Regions from separate parts of the Sus scrofa genome. Here all the other regions are linked to region 1. Evidence: chromatin contacts called from public Hi-C and HiChIP or PLAC-seq data. All regions are on one chromosome and are shown on one strand. Each heading gives the region's core, a stretch centred on a gene start, on an enhancer-like site or on the middle of the called end of the contact. The rest is flanking DNA. Distances are from core to core; before and after follow the strand shown.

Region 1 (4,551 bases), core at 1,006-3,505:
CGATCATATTCTTTAACATCAAAGTAGGCCTTGGCTAGAGTGTAAGCATCCATATCCTGGGCATCCTCCTAAAAAAGAGACAAGTTTATGTAATTGGTTGAGAACAGGACAACAAAAGTTCAATTCCAAGAAGCATATTCATTAATTTCAAGATGTAAGAAAAAATTATTTTCTTCCTTCCCAAAACCTGATATTATTTATTTATTTATCAAGTAAGGTCACAGAAATTTTTTTTCTTTCAAAATAAAAAGTGGGCGAGTTCCCATTGTGCCTCAGTGGTTAAAGAATCCGACTAGGAACCATGAGGTTGCAGGTTCGATCCCTGGCCTTGCTCAGTGAGCTAAGGATCTGGCGTTGCCCTGAGCTGTGGTGTAGGTCGCAGACGTAGCTCAGATCCCGAGTTGCTGTGGCTGTGATGTAGGCCAGCAGCTACAGCTCCAATTCGACCCCTAGCCTGGGAACCTCCATATGCCGCGGGAGCGGCCCAAAGAAATAGCAAAAAGACAAAAAATAAATAAATAATATATAAATAAAATAAAAATAAAAAGTGTGGGGGGGACTTCCTGTTGCAGCTCAGCAGGTTAAGAACCTAACTAGAATCCATGAGGATGTGGATTTGATCCCTGGCCTTGCCCAGTGGGTTAAGGATCCAACATTGCCACAAGCTGCTCTGTAGTTTGCAGAAGTGGCTCAGATCTGGTGTTGCTGTGGCTGGAGTGTAGGCCTGCGGCTGCAGCTCAGATTCCACCCCTAGCCCAGGAACTTAAATATGCTGCAGGTGCAGCCATAAAAGGGGGAAAAAAAAAGACATAGTAGAGAAGTTAAGTTAAACTTAACTTCACAGAGTATTCACTTGTCTGTAAAATGAGCAAGTAATACAGATTTGATATGAGGAAAAAGTGAAAACGTCATGAAAAATGTCAAGCATTAATACTGGCATTCCCTTCCTTCTCTAGGCTTTTAAATTTCCACAAAAATACAATATATTGTGCAGTTACTTATAATTTTTGTACTTGGATAAAGTTTTAACATGTTAGTATTGCAAAAGCAAATTCTCTATTTAAAAAAAAAATGAAATGATGCACATTTAAGGTAAAAACATACAATCCCCATGAATTCTAGGGATAAGCTGATCAAAATTTTAATAATTTCATTCTCCTCATCCTCCTTGCGCATGTATTACCAGCATGAAACTGGAACCAAAATGTATCCAATGTTTTTGTCACTGGATGATCATGTGTCCTAAATATGGCCATTTCAGCTTAGGATTCTAGTGGCCCTTTTCACACCTATTCATCATTTGCTTATTTCTTCTCCTGCCCCTCTGACCTCCAAATACCTTTTGGATTAAATATTTCTTGTTTTTACGTGTAAAGGGTGTGTCAAAAAAACGGCAGCTTCAGGAAAAACAAAATGGATTATGATGAAAATCTTTCAGACTATTGAGACTATGTAAACGTATGCTGTATATAGTACCTAAAATGTATTCCTCATTTAAATCTCTCAATATCCCTGTAAAGTAAATACTATTATCTGCATTTCACAGATAAGGTATCTTTGTCTCAGGAGGTTAGTAAGTTGTCAAAAGTTACTACTATGGCTGATATTTGAACCTAGAGCTGTCTGAATCCAAAGCTGGTTTCGCACTGTTGTAAAAACCTCTGATTCTTCTCCTTGTTGGGCTCTGAAACCTAAAAGGCTGGAATCTTAAGCAAGGATTGTTTACTAACTCTCTCCAGCTTAACTAAGGACACTACTAAGTCTTTAAAGCTTAGCTAAAACATTTAGATAAAATAGCTTAAAACACTTAGCTCTTTAAAAGCTTGAATTCCCTCTACCCAACATTCCTGCCAGGCAGTATGTTCCCAACTGGTGACAAGGCACTCAGGATCTCTTCTGATGATGGGGAGGACCCGCTAAGATGTCCTTACCTCTGTAATAGGCGGCGGCGGCTGCAGCTCGGACAGAGGCAACGCTGGAAGGGAGAAGGCCAACTCCGCTGACCTGGAACATCCAACCAAATTGAATCAGCTCGAGCTCCCCAAGGCCAAGGATGCCAAGCCCGGTCCTCCCCGGACCCCGACCTCTCACCATTTGCTACTGTGCAGTAGGCCCCGCTCGCGGGTAAGGCCCGCGATAAGTAGCAGCTGCTTTTTAATTTCTCGCAAATTTGAGAAATCGCCACTCGATGACAGGACCGGCATTACAGCAGTCACTGGGACTACAGAGGGGCTCGCAGCCATTTTTGGGTTTCAGCCACTCCAGCCAATCACCAGCGACAATACTAGCTGCCCCGGTTCACCAAAAAGTCCGCACGTTATTGGCGAACTCTGGCTCCGGAGAGACCAATCACAAGTCGCCCTCCTCCTAGCCTCTCTAAGAGGCCTGGAGAGATGAGACAAATTTATTCTCCGATTGGCCAAGAACTTCTAGGGCGGGAAAGTCAGATCAAGAAAGAGGGGTGAAAGCCAGGATTTCTAGGCGGGGCAGAAAGGAATGAGTGACTAGGAAAAGTGGACTGGGAAGCGCGGTTTGGGAGTAGGGGCCAAGAAAGTGCAGAAAGGACAGAGCCCTGCACCTTAAGAGTGACGTGACTGAACGAAAGATGGAATGTACTTAGTGGGCATGCAAAGTGATGTATGTATCTAGCAAAGATAACTGGTAGCCTACAGATTTTTCCTTAAGGAAGTAGGCCGCAGGTGGAGACTTCTTCCTCTTTATCCACCCTCTTCCTTAACCCAGAAGTGGGGAAGATAACTAACATGTATTGAGGGTTTACCTTGTGACAGGTTCTGTACTTCTACAAAATCTGGTTTGACCATTAAAACAGACTTATGATATTGTATCATCCCAATTGTTTGTTTTTTGGGGTTTTTTGTTTTGGTTTGGTTTTCGGTTTGGGTTTTTTGTTTTGTTTTTGTTTTGTTTTGTTTTGTTTGGCTTTTTAGGGCCGCACTCGCTGCATATGGAGGTTCCCAGGCTAGGGGTAGAATTGGAGCTGCAGCTGCCAGCCTACATCACAGTCCCAGCAACGCCAGATCCGAGCCACCTCTGCAATCTACACCACAGCTCAGGGAAGGCATCACCGGATCCTTAACCCACTGAGCGAGGCCAGGGAGCGAACACACAACCTCATAGTTCCTATTCGGATTCGTTTCCACTGTGCCACGACGGGTACTCCCGCAATTTTACAGATGAAAGAATTGAAAGTTTAGAGAGTTCAGATCATTTTCCCAAGGAGAGCATCTAGATTATAACCCAGCTCTGACTCAAAAACCCATGGTTCTTAAACATTACATAAACATTTTTAATCTTGTGTTGTTTTTCACCCTTTCATAGTATCCCTGGGAACGTTTTAAGCCACTTTTGTCATTCTTTGGGTGTTAAATAGAAGTGATTTTAGGTAAAGAATGTTGTTTAGATTAACATCTATTATTAAAGATTGTTTCATAAAGTCAACTTTATTGCACCATACTATGCAGTATATGAAGGCAAAATACTAATTTTTTTCCTGTTTCACAAGTGATACACATTTTATATTTGTTTTAAACTTATAATTTAAAGGGGGTAGGATAAATTAGGAGTTTGGGGTTAACATACACACATTGCTATATATCAAATTGCTAACTGGAGTTCCCAAGTGGCCTGTTGGTTAAGGATCCTGCATTGTCATTCCTGTGGCATGAGTTGGATCCCTGGTCTGAGAATTTGGCATCCTTGGCATGCTGCAGGTGCAGCCAAAAATAAAATAATCAACAAGGACATACTGTACAGCACAGGGAACTCTACTCAATATTCTGTAATAATCTACATGGGGAAAGAATCTGAAAAAGAATAAATGTTGTATATGTATAACTTTGCTGTTTACCTGAAACTACCACAACATTGTAAATCAACTACACTCCAACATAAAATAAAAATAAATTTAAAAAAAGAAAAAAATTATTCAGCACTCATATCAGCTATAAAGTAGCTTTTGTGGCTCAACCGGATCAGCAGTGTCTCTGGAGCACCAGAACCCAGGTTTGATCCCCAGCCTGGCACAGTGGGTTAAGAATCCAGCATTGCCACAGTTGTGGCATAGGCAGCAACTGCCCCCTGGAATCTGATCCCTCACCAGGAAACTTCCATATGCTGTGGGGCAGCCAAAAAAAAAAACATAAAATGAGATACATCTAAGAGTTCCCGTGTTAAGGATCTCGTGTCTCCATAGCTCTGGTATAGGTCTCAGCTGCAGCTCAGATTCCATCCCTGGCCCAGGAATTTCCATATGCTGCTGGCGTAGCCAAAAAGATGAGTGAAAAAAAAAATTAAATAAGTAAATAAATGAAATAAGATACATCTTGACTATCAAAAAAACTATTTAGAGAGAAGATGATCTGTGTTTCTTAACTCAGGAGTTATATTTTTAATTTATCCTTTCAGAACTTCAAGTGGTATATACTGTTTACAGGGTTGGGTTTGTGTGTGTGTGTGTGTGTGTGTGTGTGTGTGTGTGTGTGTTTTGTCTTTTGTCTTTTTAGGGCCATACCCGCAGCATATGGAGGTTCC
Region 2 (4,551 bases), core at 935-3,434, 120 kb after region 1:
AGCCTTTCTTTACCAGTTGTGGTGTGGACTTGCCAGGCAGCAAGAAGAGTCAAGTTGCTTAGCCTCCGACCCAGTTTCCTGCTTCAAATTGGTGGCACTCATCATTGAATACCAATGAAGTGTGCAAGAGAACAGGATTGGCTTCACTACCTGGAGCAGGAAACTTTGAGGGGATGAAAATACACTCTAAAAAGAGTGGGAGTTGTCACCTGCCCTGGAAACAAAAGAAGGGCTTTTAGGGGGTAGGCAATGCCATGTGGTTAAAAAATCTCAGAATTACAGGTTTCTTCTTTAAAACTGCTGTTTTGTTTCATCTACTGTTTGAATAGGGGTAAAGCCAGAACTCTAAAATTGCTTCCCTTCGCTTTTTTTTTTTTCTGTTGCAATTTTTTGTTGGTTTTTTCTACTGTTTATTTTCTGCGAAGGCAAGTGTGATTTCCTTTTCCACTCATGAAGCCTAGGAAAGACTCTAAACTCCATGAAAGCAAAGGTTTTCAGTGTTGTGTCCCAACACTTGGAAAAATTACTGGCCTACGAAAAGAGCTGAAATTCTTATCTTTGCTGTCCCCATCCCTGAGCTTAGGCACATTTCTGTGTCTGTTGCTATGAGAAGCCAGCTTTGGACACTGGACAGTCATTAGAGCTCCATAATGGGAGAAAATCCCAGCAGTGAATTTTGAAGGAAAAGCTGCATGGCAGCTAGGTTCTGTATGGATTCACCCTTATTCCCTGCCTACCAACTACAGTTTGTGGGCCATGTGCTTTAAGAGGTGTTTCTTGACCCAGAAAAGCATTAGGCCTCAGGTTGGCTATGGGAGATGGAAATTACAAGGGAAAAAGTCCAAGGAAATGTTTCCTTGGTGCTCCACAGGGTTCTAGAATGACTTCTCTGGATGTTGCACTTTTGCAACAATCGGTTCCTCCCTCTTGGCTCCAACCTTTGCTGCAAGCCAAGTAGGTCAAGGGTAAAAGGGTTATTGACAGATTTCTGGATAGGCACATAAGTCTTGAAGAAAGAACTCTTACTGCTCTTATCTGTCTATAGGTCAGATCCATGAAAGATTTCTCGGGCACTTTTAGGACAGTAATCATGGATTAATACTAGACTTTTTTCTGGTTTATATCTGCTTCTGGTTTATATCTATATATACTCGACATCCATAAGACCATGGAACTTGGGCCAGTCTCTTAACAGGACCAATGTTAATGACTGAGATTTCCCACTGCCTGTTGTGAATATAAATCTAGGGGGAAAACACATACTCCCCCTCTCCACAGCCCCTTTTCTAACAGGAGTATCAGTTTCCCATGCCTGTAAATTCAGATAGGAGCATTTTTCTATGACTCCAGTCCCACTTGTTTGCTAAGGTGAGGTACTACTGGACAAGAAAAAAGAACCTCTATTTCAGGTCTCTGTCCAATTCCCCTAAAAGTTGAATTGAGAAGCCCCTGAACTTCTTATTGGCTGATTTGGAAGGGGAAGAAGACCCCTGGGGGTATGTCAAAACACTAAGATGTTGGAAGGACATTGGCCTTCAGCCAGTGTATGTGGCATTATCATATACAATGGATGTAACACATGGGTCAATTGGAGAGGAATCTATGAAGCATAGGTAGTACAGAATGGGCTGGTGCCATGTTATTGGCCCATGAGAAGAATGTGTCTCATGGATCAATGGGAAGAATGTTTCCTAAAAGATAATGACAGGGAAGGTAGTGCATGTTTTTAGGGTGGGAAATGAATAAGGTATTGGGGGCACTACTTAGCTCAAAATATCAACTCTCTAAGCACCCTGCCCCTCAGCCCCCCTACCCCAGTAAGTCTTTGGTGTCCAGGGAGGGTAAGCTAAGGCCTCCTCAGCTTAGGGACCCCCTGAAGACAGAGTGGCACCAGGATGGTTCCCTGAGGGACTGAAGGACCCGCCCACTTCCCCCACCCCAGCCGAAACTGCAATTCCCCTCCCTGCCGCAGGGGGCACTGCAGGCCCCGGGGAGGTTGGGGCGGAGCGCTGCGAGGGGCCCGGAGCTGCCGCCCCGCTCCGGAGCGCGGGGGGCGCTGTGCGGGGCCCGGCCTGCGGCTCCGCTCCCGGCCACGGGGGGCGCTGCGCGGCGCCGGTGGTTGGTGGTGGCTGTTGGGGGGGGTTGGGGGGGGAGCCGCGGCCGCGGGTGGTGCGGAGGGAGGCCTTGCGGGCGGATCGGGAGCTAGGCGGCGGAGGTGGTGGGAGGCGGCGGGAGGGAGTGCGGGTCTGGCGGGCCCTGGCGATGGCGGACGCGGCGGCCTCTCCGGTGGGCAAGCGGCTGCTGCTCCTGTTCGCGGACACCGCGGCCTCGTCCTCGGCCTCAGTCCCCGCGGCGGCGGCGGCGGCGGCGGCGCGGCGGCAGCGGCGGCAGGCGGAGATCCAGGGCCTGCGCTGCGCACTCGGGCCTGGCGGGCCGGCACGGTGCGGGCCATGAGCGGGGCGGTGCCCCAGGATCTAGCGGTGAGTGGCGGTCGAGGCGGGCACTCGAGGCCGGGGCTGCACGGCCTGCGGGCGGCCTCCCCGGGGGCCTTTGTGAGGGGGCGGTGGGGTGGGGGTGACCCAGTTCCGCGCCCCCGGATCTCCTCAGCGCCCCCCGCCGGCTCCTCAGCGCCCCGAGCTGTGGCCAGCATGGCTTCCGCGTCGGGGTGCGCGCCCCGGTTTACCCCGGGGGGGGCGGCCAGGGCGCTAGGAGCTGCAGCCTCCACCCGGCAGGCCCCGCCTCCTGAGCGACCCCTTTCGCAGCTCCCCCACCACCACGCCTTCGGAGCAGGCTCCCGCACCCTGGGCTCCAGGGCCCCTCAGAGTTGGGCTGGTGCAGCCGCTGCCTCCTGGAAGACCTCTCTTCCCCAGCCTCTCCCGAGAGACCTGCGCCCTGCTCCCTTCTTCTCGGAGCCCCTAGTGGGGCGGGAATGTGGGCAATTGTGGGAGGCACGGAGGCTGCAGTTGGAGCTACTCGGGGCTTTTTTATCTGGCAGTTACTTCCTCCTTGTCTGAGCCGGGCTCGGCCTGGCGGTCTCCAGAAAAGCCAGCTCTTGGAGACTCGCTTTGGGCTCCTCTCTCTCTGCGCTTCTGGGTGACAGGAGCTGCCGTTGTGGCTGTTTTCGATAAGTTTGAGATCTGTCCTAGCAGCCAAATAGGGCTGTTGGGTGGTGCTTTTTTGCTCCTAGCTAGGCTACTCCCCCAAACCTTGGGTGAGGTTTTGTTTTGAAACTTTGTATTGAGGCTTGGCCGCTTTTGAATACTTGCCGTGGTGTATTTTGTGATTAAAGTTGTTCAGTAATAGAACTTAACTAGCATTCGGGACCATGATGTGTTATTTTTGTTAATGTGGCAGCAAAATATTGCCTTTGAGCTTTGGCAAGCCTCTTTAGTTCCTCATTCTGATAGCGGCCCTAGCTTCTCTGTTGAGATAAGACTGGAAAAATAGGGGGCTTCTTTTGGATTGTGGTAGATCCGCAGTCACAAGAAAGATTTTCACGATGAACTTCCTTCTGCAGATACTTTATTCACTGTGAAGGGGAACGCGATTTTAAGATTTGATATTAACGTTGCAGGTTTCTAATAATCATTTTTCTACCTATTGATCAGTAGTGTTAAGCTTATTATTGTTTTTTTTTTCTGATATGCAAGCTTTATGGATTGTTTTGCTTTTGGCTGGCTTAGGCTTCTACTAAGTTCGTTTACTTTGATCTGTCTCCAAGCTCTATAAAGAAAAAGGCTGCTTGAACATTTATTTAGAAGGCTTCAATGGGGCGAATTTGTAAAGAGATAGCAGGAATATAACAGGGGTAAGGATGATGATTAAGAAGGGATTTGGGTTTAAATTCCTTTGCGCTTTCTTTAGAAGATTGCTTTTAAGGTTGAGACAGAAGAGAGGTGTTCCTCTCAGATCCAGTAATTTACCCCCTAAGTGCACTAAACATCCACCATTATATGCATATTTTGACCGAAGCCCTAGTCTGTGCCAGAGTTTCGGTTGGAGTTTTATTCTCTAGTTGTTTCCTCCATCAAATGAATTGGTAATGAGTTCTGCACCTGAAATGGCTACCCATGCACTTTGTTTGCTGGGCTCCCTAAGGACAGAGGTTTTTGAAGCTCGCTGAGATGCTGGACAACTATTAAGCTAAATACTGAGTAATTTCACCACTGGGCGGTTGGAATTGGTTCCTCACACCAAGTAAAATGTTGCCGTGATTCTTGGAAGTTATAGCAAAATGTCCACTATAGCTGCGTTGAGTTCTTGTGTAGAGCTGTATGCATATAGAAACAAAGGCAGTTCGGGGTTTTAAGAATGTGCTTATTCTTGTCTTGTGTGTATAACCAAGTGACCTAGATGAGACAACAGCCACAACAAAACTCAGAGCCTTTAAAAATTCTTCACCAGCTTGTAGAATTGCTCAGGAATTACTGTTGAGATGATGAGGTTCTGTTAATGACAATGACTAGTATAGGATCAGAACTGGCAGTTTGTTTTCCTTTTTCGTTAAAGACTTTTCCTTTGGACCCTAGGCTTGTGGGCCTTTCCAATTTG
Region 3 (4,551 bases), core at 745-3,244, 93 kb after region 1:
AAAACACTTAAGAATTAGCTGACAAAAGCATTTTTTTTTTCCTCCTGAGATTAGACTAGGGCATAAAACTTTACATTTTAATGACCACTTTCATTTCCACAACCAATCAATCAAAATATTACTTCTTGTTTAATTCTCTCAATGCAAAGTGACTTCTATTAGGGTCAATTCTCTTCCCATTGACTAAACTATTCTCCCTAAACACCTTCTAGGTAGCCAAAGAATTCCATCCTCAAGGATCTCTTATCTACTCTTAGCACCTTCTGTCTCTATTCTACTACCCACTCCTCTCCCCTAACAATAATTCCTTCCCTTAAGGCCTTTACCTCCCCCTTTTCCCTACCAGTTTCATCGAGGTCTGCAGAAGTGGTAAACTGAGTGGCAGACATCTCCCCGCTGCTAAGATTCGAAAGATCAAGGCAACGTTTTGGGGTTCCTCTGTTGAGACATAATAGTACATCAAGATTCCCATTAGGGTGTAAAATGCTTAAAAGGCAAAGATGACTTATTCTCTTCATTTGAAACATGCTTCAATTACTATCACATAATCTGAATAGTGTCCAAATAAATCTAATTGCTTTTTGGAAATATTTCAGATTAGGCTGAGAAAAATCTCTTTTTTACTCCAATAATCTGCATCTCATTTTCTCCTCACCAACATATTGAGACAAGGTAATTTTATTTTATTTCATTTATTTTGGCTTTTTTGGGCCACACCTGCAGCATATGGATGTTTCCAGGCTAGACATCGAATTGGAGCTACAGCTGCTGGCCTACACCACAGCCAGAGCAACTGGGGATCTGAGCCCTGCCTGCAACCTGCCACCACAACTCAGGGCAACGCCAGATCCTTAACCCCGTGAGCAAGGTTAGGGATTGAACCCACATCCTTGCGGATACCAGTCAGGTTGGTAACCTGCTGAGCCACAACGGGAACTCCTGAAATAAACAAAATAATTTTAAGGAAGTGGCTGAGGTGGGGCTTGACCCCACATCTTTTGCCCTATGCATGATGATTTCTCCCTGGAATCTCCAGTGTTTCTCTGGTCTATGATTCTCCAACTTTGTTGGTTAGCTAAGGCATCAGGGCATGGCATGAACAGAATTTAAAGTACAATAACAACATTAGTACTAGTACTAATACACTGACAATGCACATAACACAAAAGAATTTTCAAAGATTTTGGAGCTCCCTGGTGGCTTACTAGGTTAAAGACCCAGCCTTGTCACTGCTGTGCCAGTGTTGGATTCCTGCCCTGGGAACTTCCGCACACCTTGGGGAGCACCAAGCGGGGGAAAAAAAAAAAAAAAAAAAAAAAAAAGATTTTCCCAGACACCACATCATTTGATTCTCACAAGATCCTAGTAAGACAAAAAGAGCTGACTACTATGCCTACATCACAGAAAAGAAGCCTGAAACTCAAAAGGGTCACATGGTTAGTCAAGGGCAGAGCTAAGACGCAAACCCTGATCTTTAAGCCAGGATAATTTTGTAAAGCCCCAAAACTGTTCAGAAGATCTAAGCAGATAAGGTTTGAAAAGAGGAGTTCCCCCTGGCCCAGCAGAAACGAATCCGAGTAGGAACCATGGGGTTGCGGATGGATCCCTGCCCTTGCTCAGTGGGTTAACGATCCGGCATTGCCGAGAGCTGTGGTGTAGGTCGCAGACGCGGCTCGGATCTGGCGTTGTTGTGGCTCTGGTGTAGGCTGGCAGCTACAGCTCCGATTCTACTCCTAGCCTGGGACCCTCCATATGCCACAGGTGCGGCCCTAAAAGGACAAAAAGAGACCAAAAAAAGTGTAAAAAGAAAAAATGGATTTACCCGGATAAAATGCTGAGGTTTGCAGAATCGCCAAAAAGTTTCTTCTTCAGTGGAGTTCCAGGGCGATCAGAACTCATGGAAAAGGAAGTCTCTCTCTCCAGGAGCAGGTTTAGTATCTTCCTATGATTGGACCTAAAACTGGGTCCTGAGCCAGGTCTTCCCCCCTCAGCCATGTTCTCCGAGGTCTCCCTAAAAGAAAAGAAAGCCTAGCAAGAGAGGGAGCGGTCACGGACACGGGTGCACCCCAGTGGTCTAGCTTTCCCGCCCTGCTCCACCCTTCCCAGCAGCGACCGAGGGGACAGCGCTGGAGGCGGCGCACTCCTCAGCGGGGAACCCAGGTTGGCTCTGAGCTTAAACAGCACTTGTCCCCAGCGGCTCGGTCTTTGCAGCGGAACCTGAACTTACCGAAAGGCAGCCTCAGGGCCTTAAAGAAGTTAAAGAGAAAAGGACTTGGCCTTGTTAAGAGGCACACAGCTTAGGATTCCTGACTGGAACTCCGGTCTCCTAACTCGCGATACTGCCTGTCCGGTCTCCCTAAAGTCCGTTCGCGGGCGGGCGATTCCCTGGAGGCGCCGGCTCCGGGCTTACCTCAGGGAGGAGTCTGCGACGTGCCTTCGGGAGGAAGAGAAGTAGGTAGGGGTCAGACACAAACGAAGACTCCAGCAGAATTAAAGGAACTCTGGGGAAAGGACGAGATTTAACCAGATGACGGTTCTCCCCCTCGACCAGAGAGGCCGCGGTCGGGCTTCGCCGCCCCTCAGAGCAGACGGTGGAAATTACAGCCTCAGAGTAAAATCAACAGCCACAACCCTTAGCCATTCAAACCTTCCGCCCTCCCTCGAAGCTGCGTCAGCCAATCTCGACGCGCGCAGACTGCCCTCGGCCATTCGTTCGCCTCGACTATCACCCGGGCGAGTAAGCAGTTCTAGAAGGAGCGAGATTTGCCCCGCCCCACAGGCAGAGCCGGCTGCCGATTGGCCTAACAGCTTTCGGCCAGCCCCTAGTTAAGGCCCGCCCCACAGGGAGCTTGGAGGCTCATTGGCTCGCTCCCTGGCCAATCACCATACGCTTTCCGATTTCTCCCTTCCCTCAGCAGTGCCAACCCCGGGACGTTTAAATTGCACCTTGCTAGCGACTACCGCGCCTTAGAATAATACCTGGAGAAATTAATGTAGGTGGGAGGGTGTTTCAAACGTTTCTTTTTTTTCCTTGCTTCATTTTCGTGTCGTTAAGTAGACCTTTCCCTCTAATTTGCCGTTCTTCCCCTACAGATGGAATATTTGCCACCGGTGTGGCAAATGTTGAGGCAAGACAGGTGTGTGGTTATGATGTGCCATTCGCTCTTCCAAGAGCTTTTCTTGGTCACTGTCCCTTTAAAGCGTTCAGCATCTGAGACGCTACGGTGTGTGTGGTAAAGGAAATTCCTTTTCAAGGAAAGTAGGAGAGCTGAATAATCTCTTGGCATAATCTTTATCACAGTCCAAAGAATATCAAACTTTGATTGTCTGTGAAAATTTAAATATTGACTAGGTGATAGTAGTAATTTATCCTTTTTTTTTTTTTTTTTTCTTTTTAGGGCCGCATCCGCGGCTTATGGAAGTTCCCACGCTAGGGGTCAAATTGGTGCTACAGCTGCCACCCTATACCACAGCCACAGCAACGCCAGATTCGAGCCATGTCTGCGACTTACAACCCAACTCAGGGCAACGCAGGATACTTAACTCCAGCCTGCCTCCTCATGGATTGACAGTCAGGTCTGCTTCCATTGGGCCACAACGGGAACTCCCATAGTAATAATTTATTCTTAATCTTGGGGATTTGCTTTAAATAATCCTGTGGAAATGGCAGTGAATATAGGTAAGACTGGCCATGAATATTGGGTGACGGGTTAACTAGGGGTCCATGACATCATTGCTTTCAAAGTTTAAACTGTATACTAATCACCTGGGGATCTTGTTAAAAGTGCAGATTCTGATTCAGTAAATCTGGATTGGGGCCCAAGATTCTGCACTTCTAACAAGCTCCCAGATGATGCTAATGCAGCTGGTCCTGGGAACATACTTTGAGTAGCAGAGGATTATCCTGTTTTCCTTGGATATTTGAAATTTTCCGTAATAAGAAATGTTTAAAATAACCTCAGAAGCTCTTTTACTCTATTTTATTTATTTTTGTCTTTTTGCCTTTTCTAGGGCTGCTCTTGTGGCATATGGAGGTTCCCAGGCTAGGAGTCTAATCGGAGCTGTAGTTGCCAGCCTATGCCACAGCCACGCAGGATCCGAGCCATGTCTGCAACCAGCACCACAGCTCGAGGCAACGCCGGATCTTTAACCCAGTGAGCATGGCCAGGGATCGAACTGGAAACCTCATGGTTCCTAGCCAGATTCGTTAACCACTGACCACAACGGGAACTCCAGAAGCTCTTTTAAATACAGGCTCCCAAAACAATTTAATAGGCCTAGAGTAGGGCCCAGGAATTATCAGGGCCCCCAGGTGCTAACCATGCATAGCTTATAGATCACACTATGAGAAACAAATCAGAAATACAACCTTTATCTTTGAAAGACAGTAAGTCAGAAATACAACCTTTAGCTGGTGTCAGAATCTTAGTGGCTGAGAAGTATAGTATAATTAGTCTAGTTTTCTATACTCTTTTCTTTTTCTTTTTTTTTTTCCTATTTTTTGCCTTTTTGCCATTTCTTGGGCCGCTTCTGCGGCATATGGAGGTTTCT

Evidence for each region. Hi-C and Micro-C count contacts between places; a contact is called where the count stands out from the background. HiChIP or PLAC-seq counts read pairs in DNA pulled down with a chosen protein or histone mark.
Region 2: an H3K27ac HiChIP or PLAC-seq map of alveolar macrophages shows a contact between it and region 1. The contact joins the promoter of KDM3B here to the promoter of CDC23 in region 1. A contact is called at or near these places in 2 of 5 promoter capture datasets (fetal liver and fetal skeletal muscle), 3 of 47 Hi-C or Micro-C datasets (heart right ventricle, retroperitoneal adipose tissue and skeletal muscle) and 2 of 2 datasets of contacts at active chromatin or transcription factors (alveolar macrophages and skeletal muscle).
Region 3: a contact with region 1 is called in a Hi-C map of alveolar macrophages, with 1.6 times the contacts expected there. The contact joins the promoter of CDC25C here to the promoter of CDC23 in region 1. A contact is called at or near these places in 2 of 47 Hi-C or Micro-C datasets (alveolar macrophages and blood) and 2 of 2 datasets of contacts at active chromatin or transcription factors (alveolar macrophages and skeletal muscle).

What each region holds. Positions count from the first base shown.
Region 1 is chr2:140,228,520-140,233,070 of Sscrofa11.1, forward strand. It overlaps CDC23 (cell division cycle 23), which reads right to left and starts at 2,256. Exons shown (of 16, transcript NM_001267826.1): 1 at 2,092-2,256; 2 at 1,932-2,004; 3 at 1-68. The coding sequence starts at 2,243.
Region 2 is chr2:140,343,961-140,348,511 of Sscrofa11.1, forward strand. It overlaps KDM3B (lysine-specific demethylase 3B), which reads left to right and starts at 2,185. Exons shown (of 26, transcript XM_003480917.4): 1 at 2,185-2,367; 2 at 2,370-2,480. The coding sequence starts at 2,263.
Region 3 is chr2:140,321,702-140,326,252 of Sscrofa11.1, forward strand. It overlaps CDC25C (cell division cycle 25C), which reads right to left and starts at 1,995. Exons shown (of 15, transcript NM_001123095.1): 1 at 1,823-1,995; 2 at 344-438. The coding sequence starts at 1,995. LOC100515533 (oocyte-specific histone RNA stem-loop-binding protein 2) reads left to right here and starts at 2,853. Exons shown (of 8, transcript XM_021084840.1): 1 at 2,853-2,993; 2 at 3,094-3,137. The coding sequence starts at 3,094.